2 separate regions of the Neogale vison genome follow, and region 2 is linked to region 1. Evidence: chromatin contacts called from public Hi-C data. All regions are on one chromosome and are shown on one strand. Each heading gives the region's core, a stretch centred on a gene start, on an enhancer-like site or on the middle of the called end of the contact. The rest is flanking DNA. Distances are from core to core; before and after follow the strand shown. Region 1 holds the start of TRIB1 (tribbles homolog 1). Region 2 overlaps NSMCE2 (E3 SUMO-protein ligase NSE2).

What was found. Hi-C and Micro-C count contacts between places; a contact is called where the count stands out from the background.
Region 2: a Hi-C map of fibroblasts shows a contact between it and region 1, with 3 times the contacts expected there. The contact joins the enhancer-like site here to the promoter of TRIB1 in region 1. A contact is called at or near these places in 2 of 3 Hi-C or Micro-C datasets (fibroblasts and muscle).

What each region holds. Positions count from the first base shown.
Region 1 is chr4:15,352,895-15,355,731 of ASM_NN_V1, reverse strand. It overlaps TRIB1 (tribbles homolog 1), which reads left to right and starts at 1,416. Exons shown (of 3, transcript XM_044244952.1): 1 at 1,416-1,815. The coding sequence starts at 1,456.
Region 2 is chr4:15,523,443-15,526,142 of ASM_NN_V1, reverse strand. The region is part of intron 4 of NSMCE2 (E3 SUMO-protein ligase NSE2); the gene reads left to right. Among named protein-coding and RNA genes, the nearest start is that of NSMCE2, 90 kb to the left of the region's middle. Within about 2 kb of position 1,387, the one cell type or tissue checked has open chromatin away from gene starts, as enhancers often do. A contact at or near this core is called in fibroblasts, where this site is marked.

The DNA.
Region 1 (2,837 bases), core at 167-2,666:
CAGAAGGCCCAGTGTTTGCTTTTATTTCATCCAACAGAAGGTTCTATTTGTGGAAGCGAACAGACGCTGGGGATTAGAGCTGGGAGGGGGAAGGAAAAGGGGAAAAAAAAAAAAGCCACATCCACTACCACGCATAGGTCTTCCCCGGAACTACCGCGTGGGGGTGAATGACTGATTCTGGAATTCATCACCTTTCCTATCCTCCCTTCCTCCGGCGGCAGCCGGGCCTGGGCGGCGCCCACGGCTCCTATCCGAGGTCTCCAGGCTGGCGGCGGTGGAGGGATCCCTGGGGCGAACGGCGTAACCGTCCCGCGGCAGCGAGCAGCTGGGGCCGAAAACCGTGATGCGCGCGCCCGCAGCCCATTGTGCTCGGTGTGAATGAGGAGCGCGCACCAATCAGCGGTCGCTTGGCCCCCCCGTGGCCCCGCCCCTCCCGCCCACTTCCCCGGGACCCTGACGTCACGGGAACTTTTCCTCCGCCCCCTCCCCGGCTGCTAGAGCCGAGTCCCGGGCCTGCGGGAGGGGGGCGCGCCGCCTCCTGCCCATCCCAGCCCGGGGGCCGTGTGCGCGCGTCCCAGCCCGCTCGGGACACACCACCTGCCCCGGAGCGCGCGCAGCCCGGAGCATCCCCAGCCTTCGGGCCACCCCCGTTGTCCCCGCCGACCCAGCTCCACCTCCTCCCCCCTGCTCCCCCCTTGCCCCGGTCTCCTCCCTCCGCTTCGGTGACTGCTTGCCGGGCGGCAGGGCCAGAGTCGTCGCAGCCACCTCATTGCTCAACCCGGCTTCCCAACTGTTTACACAGCCCGGCCTGTGAGTGTGTGTGTGTATACAGCGTGAGTCACCGAGAGGCGGAGGAGGTGGAGGAAAAGGAGAAGGAGGAGTGCACTGGCCGGGATCGGTGCGGCGCACACACTCACTCACACTCAGTCACTCTCTCCGAGCGCGTCTCGCTCGCTCACACACACGCCGGGAGCCCAGGAGCGCGCAGGATCCCGAGCGCCGCGGAAAAGTTGCTCCGGCTTTCTCTCCGGGACTTCGGGCTTTCGGAAGTGCATTCGCTCCGCGGCTCTGGCAAGCCTGCGGAATCCTGCGCTCGCGGCTCGGGACGTCGGGAACACCAGCCGCCGCCGCCTCTGCCTCCGGGACTGTCGGCGGCCTCGACAACAATAGCGGCGGCCGCCTCCGGCCAGGCGCCCCGAGCCGGTGCCCGCGGAGATCCCGGGACCCCAGCCGGCCTCTGCTCCCTCCGGACGCGCGGCCAGCGTGCTTCCCGCGTGCAACGCGAGCGCCCGGGAGCGGCTCCTGCCTCGCCCCCAGTGGGGGCTGAGCCGAGCTCCGTCTGCAAAGTCCATCCCGCCCGCTGGAGTAGGTCTCGGCGCCGGCGCCGAGCCCGCAGCGCCTTCCCGCGCGGATCCCGGGACCTACAAAGCCGGGGCCGCCCCGGCCCGGGACGGGATGCGGGTCGGTCCTGTGCGCTCTGCCATGAGCGGCGCGTCCCAGCCCCGCGGCCCGGCCTTGCTGCTCCCGGCCGCCCGGGGCGCCCCGGCCAAACGCCTGCTGGACGCGGACGATGCGGCGGCCGTGGCGGCCAAGTGCCCGCGCCTCTCTGAGTGCTCGAGCCCCCCGGACTACCTCAGCCCCCCCGGCTCGCCCTGCAGTCCGCAGCCGCCGCCCGCCGCGCCGGGGACTGGCGGCACCTCCGGGAGCGCGGCGGGGCCCAGCCGCATCGCAGACTACCTGCTGCTGCCCCTGGCGGAGCGCGAGCATGTGTCCCGGGCGCTGTGCATCCACACCGGCCGGGAGCTGCGCTGCAAGGTAGGCGCCGGGGTCGGGACCTGCCGTGGGGTTGCGGGGGCGCGGTGGCCGGCAAAGGCGCTTGGGGTCTCGCTTGCCTGCGCCGGGGCCTCAGGTGCCACCCGCGGTGACTCGAGCGCGGTGGGTTGCATTTGGACCGGTTCACACCCCTTGGGGGATTGAGGGATTTCGGATGGAGCAGTAGAATGGGGGCTCGGCCGGCAAGAGGAAGTGCGGTGTTCAGTGGCTTTATCTCTGTGCTTTGCTTAGCGCCCACTTTAGCGCACGGAGTTCCAAAGAAGTTGTGGAATTGAAATGGATTCCAGGGCCATGCCATTCCCCCCTCCCTCATTTTCCTGGCTTCCCCCGCCCCTTGTCCTGGGAGGACGCCCTGCAGTGGGTGCCTCCTTGGAGCTTGGAGCAGCTGGCAGCTCTCTCCCGGGGCTCCAAGGCACCTGGGCTCCCCTGTGGGTGGTGAGGGGTGGGAAGACCGCGTCAGGCTCGCGGCTTGGGGATTCCGGCTTGAACCCGCGCCGGGATGAGAACCCCGTCCTCCCCAGAGAGCAGGTCTGAGGCCGTCTTCCAGCCAGGGCGGGGGATTTGCCCCGCGCAGAAGTGTTGGGAAGCCGGTACCGGCTAGGAACCTTCGCTTCCGTTCCTGTCTTTATTTGCCGGCCAGCGACTTTCTTATGAACGTGAGAGGTTCCGCTTCGCAGGAGATACAACTCCTGGAGACCGGGTCCTCCGCGTGCTCCTCCAGCGCCTCTAGACGCGGAACATTCCCACAGCCCAGCTTTTGCGAGCCTGACACCCGGCTGCTACTTTCCAACCGAAAGACAGGGTCACCCCTTGGTTGAAGTCGTTCTTGGGTTGTCGGCAACTCACCTGAACTCCACCCGCGCCCCCCCACCTCCCGCCCCGGTCCCGGGCCTGCTGCTGCCACCTACTGTCCGACCTGAATGAAATTTCAAATGTGCGCTCCAGCCCGGTTTAAGGAGGGGGGGGAGCTTTTCTTCTCCGTCGTGGGGCTAAGAGCGGTTTGG
Region 2 (2,700 bases), core at 138-2,637, 170 kb before region 1:
TAGTGTTTCCATTCTTCCAAAGCCTGGATATAAATGAAAGATGATCATTTCCACTTAATTTATCTGGCTGGATTCCTGTGCCTAATGGCTGCATATATACCATAAACACCGTGAAGAAGCAGCCATGGAAACACTTGTTTTCTTGTTGGGCTAAATTTACTCTGGGTTGAATATTAACACAGTGCCTGGCAGTACTTTAAAAGCAAAAATAGCTTAAGTGTGACTCACTCTGAGTCATTTACTGCTAGTGCTGCTATACTGCCTAGAGCTTGACATTGAACAAGTTGGCAGCCTGTATTGCTACATTTTTTCTAGGAACTCTGAACAGATTTCATTCTTGTGAATTCGCTTGTGCAACGATATTAAATAGAGTAATATGTTTATTTTGTTTCAAAGTCAAATGAATTTGAGAATGGTGAAACTGAAGTATTTTTCTTGGGCTTTCTGGAAAAGCTAGATTCTCAGAATTCTCCTGTGGTTAAAAGACTTACTTTATCTTATAAAGAATTAATAAAACATCCTGGAGCTTTTGTTTTAGATGCTTGGGCTTTTCTGATCAAAAATATCATACTTCCTGAAAATCATTATAAAAAGGAGCTTAGTAAGTAGTACTACCAAGTAGTAGTCATAAAATTTCTGTCATTACCTGACAAGATGGAAACGTGCCATCCTGAAAGCTTTTTCTCTTTCTTCTTTTTTCTCCTTCCTTTTTTTTTTAAAAAAAAATACGGTGAGGTGTGTAACATAGCCTGCCTTGTAGTTAAGTTGGGTGTATGACTTGTAAAGTCCTCTCTTGTTATTAAAGGTTATATAATGGGAAGTTCATTGGTTTTGAAAGGCAGACCAAACCCACCCACGGGATTTCTATTGGGTCTTTAAATAAATGTATTGCGTGCCTTTCCCTGAGTAACCCGTGCGGCTCAGGAGGGAGTGAGCCATTTGTTGGCTGACTGTAGGAAAACCTATAAAGGATTGGTTGGTCTCATCTGGGCTGGGGTCAGGAATGGCTGAGAATCTAAAAGTGTATGTATGAGGATGGTTTTCCCATGGTGTTGCAATCTTTTATTTTAACATGTTTTTGTGTTTAGCTTTTGGAGTTGCCTAACAGTATAATTTCAATTGAGGCTTAGTTTCAACTCTTATTATAAACTGTGGGAACATGAATTTTTTTTTCTATTTAAAGACACTATCATTTTGCCTTAGGATTTCAGTCATTTATAAAGAAAGTTTTCCTATGATAGCCTAAAGTCAAAATGAGGCTAACCTAATGCTTGATATTATTTTGAAATTGTTTTACCATAAGATTCTTACACTGGAAGATGTAATTCTGGCAGAGAATTTCAACATAGTTGCATAAATTGTGTTTCATATTACAACTTGTTCTCTACTTGACTTCATTGAAATTAATAAAAGGACTCTTTCAGAAGGATCTGGTGAGTTAGCATCATCATTTAAAAAAAAAAAAAAAGCGAAGAACTTACTCATAATGTATCCTGTGTTGCTAAGTTTTCAAAGTTAGTGATCTCAGCCACACCCAGAGAGCCCTTTGAGAAGACTGAAATCCACTTATTCATTTATGCTGGCTTAAAATTTTTTTCCCAATAAAATAAAAAATAAAAGACAGAGATCAATCTGAATTTTCCCCAAGATTATGGTGATTTCATGAAAACCTAACATTTGAAAACTGAGTTGCTGCCAAGTCTTGAATATAAAACATAGTTCCTTATTCTGTGGTTAAAGAGGTCCTTTGAAGCAGGGCTTTCTGACTTGGGCTCTGTGACTGCGAAAAATATCCCCACGGTGTTTTCTGTATCCCAGAGGGGTCCTGTCATCCTCCCTTAGATCCAGAGGAGAGAATGCCAGGACCTGCTGTAGCATTCACCTGTGTCGGGACTCACTGACACTCTCTTGCTGCATTTTGGAGACCTATCAGTGAGTTATTTGTATGGCTTGAAAATTAACTTGAGATTTAACCAACACTCTCCGGGTTGTAAACTGAGAAGTCTAGTCTAAATGAATCTCAGCATGGCTCAGTGGCCAGTCTGCGACTATGACAGTTATGTACATACATGTGTCTTGCCCATAGGAGTGTATGAAGATAACCTCAAGTCTTCATGCAGCACCCAGCATAAAGTAGGTGTTCAATAAAAGCTCATTAAATCTGAATTTGCTTGTAAGACCAGTATTACAGCTGCTGATCTTATTTGGCCTGCCAAACTTTGTTCCTTTCTTTTCATTCATTTCTGTACTCAAACATTTATTGAGCTCTTATTAAATGCCAGAAACTTACAAGATACAAGTTACAAGTTACATTAATTTTTTAATTAATTAAGATTAAAAAATTAATAAGCCTTCAAGAAGTAGTCTTCACTTGGAGAGGCAGATAAGCGCATTATTAACTATGTTCATCATATGCTCTTTTTTTTTCTTTTAAGTCCAGGTACAAGGATGTCATGACTTTCAGTAGTGACATTTGCAAAACAAAACAAAACAGTAGCAACTTTTGACATTCTTTGAGCATTTACTATATATACCAGGTCTGTTCAGGGTACTAGGAAGTGTAAGTGACGGTAACATTCCCATTTTACAGAGGAAGGTACTGAGGCTCATAGAATGTTTGCCCAACTTCATATTCATGATCCAGACCCAGGAAATCTGGTTGCAGAGGCCAAGCCCTGAACCGTCACATAAACTGCCTCT